Linked DNA regions of Gossypium hirsutum: region 1 is linked to region 2. The links are chromatin contacts, called in public Hi-C maps. All regions are on one chromosome and are shown on one strand. Each heading gives the region's core, a stretch centred on a gene start, on an enhancer-like site or on the middle of the called end of the contact. The rest is flanking DNA. Distances are from core to core; before and after follow the strand shown.

Region 1 (5,112 bases), core at 932-3,431, 60 kb after region 2:
TTTATGTTACTCAAGTCCTAAGCCTGAGAAAAATTGACTGATGGGTATGATAAACAAACCTTTCTTCGGCAAGTTGTCGCTTGTTTCCTTTTTTCTCATGATTAACTCCATTTGGCAAGCCCTTAACATTTAAGGAAAATAATTTCATATGATATCCAAGGAAAACATAAAACAAGAAGCAGGATAGTCATCAAAAGAGAAGGTCTTACCTTGCCCTCTTTCCACTTGATTGGGGTAGCAGTAATTTTGGTTCCATCATCAAGGAAGGTAAAGGTCTTTGTAAGCTTTGTATTTTCAAAGTACGGATTGGAATTAAAATTCTGAAAAATTATAATAAAGCCGGTCAACAAATCATCAGATATATTAGAGTATGAATTATGTTTCTTCTAACAGTAGTTCAATGCAAGCAAATGAAATTAAGAGCAACTTCAATCACCAAAAATAAGGTAAGAATAGGAATATGAATAAACTTACAAATGTGATAGTGTATCCAGATTTCAGATCTTTAAAATCCTCCACTTCAAGTGAGTTAATATATTTGAATATCTACCAAGAATAATAATTGAAAATAAGAAGATCAATAAATAAGAAAGAATTCACAAAATTCAGGCAAACATCAAGAAACATCTATAAAAAACAAAATCAAAAATCAATGTTGGAAAGTAAAATAAGCGCAAAATGATAAGTTCATTTTGGGAAAGAAGTGACATTAAACCTTCTGATCCTCTTCAGTCAAAAGATCACCAAGAGCAGGATGGCTCAAGAACTGCACATGAAGAATGCAAGTCAATTTAATACATTCTTCTGAACATGTAAACAAATTTAACAAATTGTTCACCATATTAAGAACGGAAGAACAGAATAACTTACAGCTGTTAACCAGAAATCAGGAATTGAATTGATGATTTCATTCCGCTTATCATAGACCGGTTTGCGAACTTCATTGTATTTCTGCTCCACTTCCAAGACTTTCTCACTTGCCTCTTCATTGATCTACAACCAAAAAAACAGAACCGAAAAGCTTACAATCAGAAACACCACATGTGACATTTACCACTTCATCTGTACGCTTGTATGCAAGCATAGCCACATTAAATCACCTGCCTCGCAATAAGACATAATAATCCAAAGTAACTTCACAAATAAAAGAAGAAATCAAAATTGTGCTTAACAAAGCTAGGGGACACTTAGATACACGGAAGAAAACATTAAAGGACTCAATCATACTACAAAGATGATCAGATGCAAGAATTAACAATCAACATTAGATCACCAAATAAATATACATATAAAACAAAGCTTAGCACAATAATTCAGATGAACCCAACATAAAAACAGCATACAAAGCCGATAAAGTACAAATATTAACGACCAGAGCAGTAAATTTTAAACATTTATTTCATCGACCCGCAATTGAAATTACAGCAAATACAATACTTTGACACTTAAAACATCATTCAATTAACATTATACCATAAAAAAACACAAGGAAATCCAAATTTTTTATTTAAAAAATTCTAAAATTTGCTAATTTTCCAGCTCATACACCTTAAACAAGGGAGAAATGAGAAGAAAAAGGAAATCAGCATATACACGCATTATATAAATGAAAAAGCGGCATGTAGATAAAAATGGACCTTCTCAAGCTCGCCTTGGATCTCTTGAAGCTTCTCGATGGAAATGACGAGGTCTCCATCTATTTGATCATGGTTCTCTTCCTCTACTTTCTCTGCTACTTTCATCTTCTTTCCTTTGTCGGCCACCATTTTCTAAACCCTAGAGAACAATATAATAAAACCCTAATCCTAAAAATTTCTGCCTCTTCTCTCCTCTCTCTCACTTTTGCTCCCTTTCTCTTTAAAACCCTAGTTCTGTTTTTCTTGTGTTTTCCCTCTGATATCTACGGGGACAAAAGCGAGTGAGTGAGTGAGTGAGTGAGAGAGAAAGAGTAGAGAATGCTAGGGTTTTGGGAGTTTATATCTGTTCAGTTGGGAGCTGACACCTGTAATGAGGCTACTAAGGTCATTTAATTGTGAGATGTTGAGGGTAGTAAGGGTAATTCAAGGATGGATTCGGATATTTTTGAGTTCTGATGTTCGGAAACAGAATCTTTCTGCGTGCCTTGCGGTAGGTAGTACTTCAACCCATTGTGTCCATAGATAAGGTTGGTTGGTTAGTTTACATTACAAACTTTGATATCTTTGTATAAATATAAAAAAAAACTAATGCCACTTTATTTTTATTTAATTTTAACCTTTCAAATCTTTATATTTTATTATTATATTTAAATTAAGAATTATAAGGATAACATTTGGGATGTAAATTTAGACAAATCTTCTAATGTGGTACCTAAATTTTTCAAAAAAATTATTTTTACATTTGATAAACAGTGATAATTTTTAACCTATTGAAGCACGTGATCCAATGATAAGATTTCATGTGTCATTGTACGTAAAGTTATTTTTGTATTCAAGTAATTCAAGGGACTTAAAGCTAATTATACCAATTCTATTTTTGAGGAAAAAAATCTCTAGAACATTGCCTTTTTCGCATTCTCAACTTTTCGTGTCATCTTTTCTTCTCTGCTCCTTTAATCAATTAAAAATCGAGTTGTAACATAGTGTTACAACAAAGTAGGTAAGTACTCCTAGGATCGTACCCAAGGGAGGCGAGTGCTAGATCTATTCTAACCTAAACACTAAAAGACCTAATTAGTACTGTAACACCCCGAACCCGAGACCGTCACCGGAGTCGAACACGAGGTGTTAACAGACTTTAAACCACTTATAAAAAAAAATTCCCAGACACTGCCAATCTGCGTACTAGTCGCTTTAAAAATCATATCTTGAGTTCAGAAACTTGGAATCCAGTTCCGTAAATTTTCCCTGAAACTAGACTAATATGCCCATCTACATATTTTTTTCTAGAATTTTTGGTTGGGCCAATTAGTACAGTTTATTAGTCAAAGTCTCCCATGTTACAGGGATCGACTACACTGACCTTTGCGCATTACGACTTGGATATCTCCCTGTACAGGGCTTCAATACTGATGTCGTTTGTTTCTATAGAAACTAGACTCAAAGAGGAATCTATACATATATGGCATGACTCCTAATTATCTCTGGTTAATTTATAATGAATTTCCAAAGTCGAAACAAGGAATCCAGAAACCGTTCTGGCCCTGTCTTACGAGAACCTGAATATCTCTTAACATACTGTCCATATGATCGTTTCGTTACTTTCCTATGAAAATAGATTCATCAAGGTTCGTTTACATAATTTATTCACTATTTAATTTCATTCCTACTATTTTTAGTGATTTTCCAAATCTACATCACTGCTGCTGTCAGCATCTGCCTTTAAGGTAGACTTTACCTATTTCATAGTTTCCATGATTCAACTAGCCCTTTTAGCATAAATAGCACAATTTATGATAGTGATTAACCATTCCCATGGCCAATCCTTGTTAAGCATATCCACACCTCTCAATAACCATATTCATACCAAATGATTATAACATTATACTCAAACATATATAAGCCATTTTCGCATGGCTATCCAAAATTATACAAGTCCAAAGGGTCCATGACCCACAACAAAAGGGTAGTCCTATACATGCCATTTCGAAGTTCAACCAAAATTGTACCAAAAGGGGGCTTTGATAGTGTGGGCGACTTCGACTTCAAAATCCCGAGTCCGATAGCTGGAGAACCAAAATCTATAAAACAGAGAATCAAGGAGACGGAGTAAGCAATTTATGCTTAGTAAGTTTTGAGCAAGGGATTCCAGCACAACAAAAGTATAGCATTCATGTAGCTAAATGGATAATTTCATATGCACAATTTTTCAATATCATACTTACTTCACATTACCAACCCTTTTATTCATACACAAAGATCAACTTAGCCAAAGGCCGGTAGCTCATTTATCAACTGAGCGAATACTTATTTGTAAGGGCTCAACTAATTCAAAGCACATACGAAACATACCTCAATGTTGGGATGTTTCAAGCGTATTAACTGAAATTTTTACAGCAAGATCATTCATTCCCAAATCACGTACCTTCGGAATTTAACCGGATATAGCTACTCGTTCAAATGCCTTCGGGACATAGCCCGGTTATAGTAACTCGCACAAATGCCTTCGGGACTTAACCCGGATTTAGTAACTCGCACAAATGCCTTTGGGACTTAACCCGGATTTAGTAACTCGCACAAATGCCTTCGGGACTTAACCCGGATTTAGTAACTTGCACAAATGCCTTCGGATCTTAGTCCGGATTTAGTAACTCGTACAAATGCCTTCGGATCTTAGTCCGGATATAGCACAAAGCCTTCGAGACTTAGCCCGGACATCATTCAAATAACCATGCACATTTAACAATAAATCATGGCACATTCGTATTTCATTTTCGTTAGCAAAACTCAAACACAAGACTCTTATCATTCTTGCAATTTCGGCTCAATAGCCACACACAAAGAGCATGATTTTGATTTGCTTAAAACATGATCTAATCAAATCATAATTTAAGCTCTTTTACTCAAGAACTTACCTCGGATGTTTTCGAACGATTCCGATAGCTATTCGACCACTTTTTCCTTCCCTTTATCGGATTTAGTTCCCCTTTGCTCTTGAGCTTAATTAAACAAATAAATTGATTTAATCATTTGAGCATCGAAAAGAGGAACACAAGGCACTTAGCCCATATTTATACATTAGACATTAAAGTCACATATGTACGGAATCATGAATCAAACTCAACATTTTAGCTAATTTTCCCCTTGGCCGAATTTTCTAAGCCAAGACAAAAGCATCAATATTCTTGCCTCTAACCGAATACATGCAACACCAATCTTCTTCCTATGGCCGAATATGCATGTCTATGTTAGGGCCGATTGCAACACTTAATACATTCTACAAGTATGGTCACTTGTATTGACTAAACACCATTTTGTTTCAAGTTCAAAACTTGGCTAATACACACATATATACACTAGTAAAGCATCCTCTCCCTTTCCATCAATTTAACACATGCATTACTCATTAATATACAAAAATTATATTCGGCCTTAGCACACAACTTGCTAGCCGATTCTTCTCCATCTAGCAACT
Region 2 (4,656 bases), core at 1,892-4,391:
CGAACCTCTTAGAGCCTCTAAACTCGAATCTAAGCCCAAAATTTTCAATGTATTGATAAAAAGGCCCCAAATCTCAAGAAACCTTTTGGTTTTTGGCCGTCTATCCTCGAAGACGACTTCCTCAATCGTCCGCGGCGGCAAAGACTCGAATATAGGTCAGTTTTTTCTTGTTTATTTACTTCCGTATGCAAATAACAAATAAACAACTAATATATATAAGAACAATAGACCAAAGCGAAAATAGAAACTAAAAATATCAACCTTGAACTGATTTTTTTTGTCTTGATTTCTCCGAATATGTGTAAAAAATATACATGGTTGATGCGGCCTTTTATAGCCGATTTACATGCCGTTTATGTTTGCTTTTGCTTTTTGCTTCTGTGTCTGTCTTCCTTATTTATTGTTTGCAGATTTTGGCAAGGTCAACAAGCATTGGAAGAATAACCCTGGCCCTTTTGGTGCAAAGCCGGTGGTGTCTGTCGTGCTTCGGGCGTCGAGTGCGCTGTAAAGGCATGAGGGGACGTACGACGCACTGGGGCTGTCTGGTTGTGGGTTGAATTGGGTCTATTGGGCTTGATATGTAATGGACGGTTTAATATACCTTCTTTTTGGAGTTTTATTTATTTTGATTTTGGATGTTGGGTCTTACTGGGCCCCGGACTAAATTGGCCCACTACAGTACTAATGGAAGATGAGTTTGTAAGTGAAGAGATTAATTTAGAGGGAGCCGACTTTCAACATATGTAAACCCCATCCTGCAAACATAGAATTTACCTAGGACGACATGTTGAATCTCATGATTGGCTCGCCAAATTATGCTTATTAGAAACATCGTATGGAGATTTTTATTTTATCAATAGACGAAAGAGCATGGTAATTGAATATGGATGGACTCAACCTACTGTCACTATTGCTCATGGCACTATAAACCCAAAGGAAATAAGCAAATATAGTACTAAACAACATTGCTTAATGGGTAAATCTGTTAAGAAAGCATGGGATAATTCTGCAAAATCAACATAAAGGGAATGCTGTTTTACGCATGTCAATAATTTATATTTTAACATTCAAATTCGAAAAGCTTAAAATAATTGAAGATGCGTCTTACAATTTTTTGAAGAGACAAAATCAAAATATATTCGAACAATAATGGTATTGGAGGATAATTGAAGATTATATTAATTAATGATGTAATATAATATCATGATATTAATTTTTCAAATTTTTTTCTATAAATTTATACTAGAGCTCTTAAAATTCTTTTTTTATCTTTATGTTATTTTTTGGTGCAGGTGAAAAATATTTTGAGACTTTATTTTGAAGAAAAAGTCAAATTTCAACAATTATTTTTTTAATCACTATTATTAAATATGTTTATTAAAGTTAATTTAAATATCTTTCCTATTTATTATGAACTATTATTATAATTAATACATGTTTTTTTTTATTTTTAAAATTAACATATTTTTTTAAAATAAAAAAATTTAAAAATTAATCGTGTAAAAATACATATAACATATAATATTAAAAACTAATTGTTATAAAAGAGAATGAAAATGATTCACCTGTTTGTCAGTGATAATATGTACAATACTTTGGGCATTGAACAGCAGCTGGGACCCAATACCTGCCCCATCACCTTATATATTTTGCAATTTAGTTTGAAATAATTAAAATAAATTATATGTTATAATATAAATAAATATATAATTCTTAATTACTAATATATTAAAAATTATTTTAAAAAGTGATACACCAGTTTAAATATAATTTATAATAAAAATAAATATTAAAAATTTTATTACTCGCGTATGCATGTGAAAGTTACGTATTTGGAATATAGTGATTTGCTTGAAAATAACATATAATAAATAATAAAACATATAGTTTGAAACTAATTAATAATAATAAATAAAATGTGTACCATATTAAATTGGAAAATATTAGATTAAAATGAGAGCGAGACGAAATTTAAACACATAAGTTGTGTACATTAAAATAAAAATACATAAAAAAATTAAAATAAAACTTTGGTTGAGAGGTAAATTTAAGATTTTATTAATTAAATTGGTGTGAGTTCAAATCCCATTGTATACATATTTTTATTAATTTTGTTAAAATAAAAAGAATTTAAGTACCCTAAAATAATAAAACTTAAATTCAGTGAAAGATAAAAGGAGATGGAAAACGACTTGATCTCAGCCCCTCTCCCGCTGTCCATGGTGGAGGAGAAAGCCGCCAAAAAAGTTCGCTTTCGGAATGATTAGTCTGTTCATGAAGATCAGTTGATGGGGGTGGACAGTAATGGAAATCCCTTGAGGATTGACATGAATATGGTTGGGCGTAGGTCCTTCAAGGATATGTTGGTAGAATCTGTGGATTTGGCGAATCGGAGACCACAAGAGGAAGATGATGATGATTTGCAATTGTTAGAGGATGGATGTGTCTGTTGGGACGAAAGATAATTTGCTATCGGTTAGATTTTCTGATCGAGTTCATCATCTTTTATATAAGAGCATGTCTCGGGCAATAGTTGTCACTTGTCAAATTGCTTGGAAGAAAGATTGGTTATCATGCACTTACCAGCAGGATTTATAGTCTGTGGAAGTCGTCAACACCTATTAGTGTCATGGATTTAGAAAATTATTATTATTTGGTTAAGTTCCAATTTAAAGCAGATTATGTTAGAGCACTACTGAAGGACCTTAGGTTGTGTATGGGCAATATTTAACAGTTTAACCTTGGTCGGAGAATTTTTCTACTTCCCAACCTTTCCCGGCTAGTGTGGTTGCTTGGATTCGACTCCCTGGGATTCTTGAATTCATGTATAGAAGAAATGTTATCAAGACCATCGAAGAATTGATTGGCCGTGTTATCAAACTAAGATAATAATACAGGGAAGGCTCAGTATGGACGTTTGTTCGCATGGCTATTTTATTGGATTTGAACAAACCCCTTGTTTCTAAGATTAAAATAGATGGTTGTGTGCAACGAGTGGGGTATGAATCTCTTCCTAATGTTTGCTTCGCTTGTGGGAATTATGACCATATGAAGGAAAACTGTTTTACGTAGGTTAAGCACAATAGGCCGATGGAGGAGGGTGGTGTTATGCTGAGTGCGGTGAGAGGTGTTGCTGTTCATAGTGTGGAGGTTGATGCTTGAAAAAAGATTGATAAACAGGTTGAAATGGAGGCGTTTGGTGAGTGGAAGTTGGTGATTCGTCGGAGCCGTAACCTAGTAGAAAGTCTACCACCGGAGATGGGACAAAGGAACAGGTGGGTTTTCAAGGATCACGCTTTAATGTGCTGCACGAATTTCAGAATAAAAATTCCGTTGAAAATCAAGCTACAGATCATACAAAATCAGCTAATGTTAAGGGCAAAGGGATTTCTATTTATGACAACCCACTGGGAGTTGATGAGGAGGTTTGTTTTATGATGGTTGATAAAGAACAAGGGGACTCTAGGCCCAAGGATGTATTGATCCATAATTTTATGGATCCAATAAAGAAATCTAACAGGCCCAATATTATAATGGGAAGCTCTTCTAAAGGTGGCAATAAATCTGAGGATCTGGTTGGTGATTTATCTCTTATACATGTTGGCCTAAGTTCATCTAACCTAAGCATAGATAAAACCCTATCTGCTCAAGTGACTTCCCAAAATTTCAATAACATGTTAGTGAGGGGAAAGCACATTTCTATGGTGAAAAGGGTTCCGAAAACTTTGTTGGATGCTGCTTTCCACTCAGTGGTCTCATTCGTGGAGAATTTTGACCCGAATATCATGTCTGATGCAACGCCAAATCTACTTCTTCCCTAGTTGTTGCTAAATACAATCCCAAGTCAATGAAGAAGGGGGGTTCTAAAAAGTTGAGGAAACCACCCAATATCAATTTACTTAAGGTTAAGGGTAATAGATTTGAAGTCTAGGATCCTGATGCGATGTCCAAAATTGCAGAAAACATCGGGATTGATAAGTCAAATAATGAACCTTATTCTGCGAATGGAGGGCTATCAGAGGTTAATGCAATTGATGCTTCTTCTATTTGAAACGGTTTGGTCTTCTTATCTCTTTTTGATTATGATGTTACCGAATGTTTTCGTGTGAAACTGTCAAGGGGGAGCTAGTCCTAAATTTTTCAGAGTAGTTAGAAGTTATTTGGATGATTATGATTTTGAGGTTGCATCTTTTCTTGAGTCTAGAATTAGTGGTCTTAAGGCTGATAATTATTTCCAAGCTTGGGTTTGATTGTTCGCACATAATTAAAGCTCGAGGATTATTCGGAGGTTTGTGGGTCTGTTGGAAAAAGAGTGCTCAGGTTCATGTTATTAATAATGATCCACAGTTCGTCCATTTCTACATCAAGAAGAACTTGGTTTTTAAGAAGTTGTTTGTGCCATTTGTTTATGGTAGCCCAGACAAGCGATTACGTAGTTTTCTTTGGGAGCGGTTGGATCATTTGGCTCATTCGATTAAGGACCCTTGGGTGTTGTTAGGGGATTTCAACTCATTTTTATTTCCGGATTAGAAGAGAAGGGGTCGGCCAACAATCTTAGGTTGTAAGTTGTTTCAGAAATTCATTCAAGATAATGGATTACGGGACCTTGGTTTTCAAGGACCGAAATTTACTTAGCGAAGAGGTGTAGTTTTTGAA

What was found. Hi-C and Micro-C count contacts between places; a contact is called where the count stands out from the background.
Region 1: a contact with region 2 is called in a Hi-C map of leaf, with 2.7 times the contacts expected there. The contact joins the promoter of LOC107949829 here to the enhancer-like site in region 2. A contact is called at or near these places in 4 of 34 Hi-C or Micro-C datasets (callus, hypocotyl and leaf).

What each region holds. Positions count from the first base shown.
Region 1 is chrD03:37,901,165-37,906,276 of Gossypium_hirsutum_v2.1, forward strand. LOC107949829 (NAP1-related protein 1) reads right to left here and starts at 2,182. Exons shown (of 10, transcript XM_016884601.2): 1 at 1,638-2,182; 2 at 871-993; 3 at 716-766; 4 at 475-546; 5 at 210-320; 6 at 60-121. The coding sequence starts at 1,766.
Region 2 is chrD03:37,840,385-37,845,040 of Gossypium_hirsutum_v2.1, forward strand. No RefSeq gene overlaps it. Among protein-coding and RNA genes, the nearest start is that of LOC107949922, 13 kb to the left of the region's middle. Within about 2 kb of position 3,142, at least 9 of the 9 cell types and tissues checked have an H3K27ac peak or open chromatin away from gene starts, as enhancers often do. A contact at or near this core is called in hypocotyl and leaf, where this site is marked.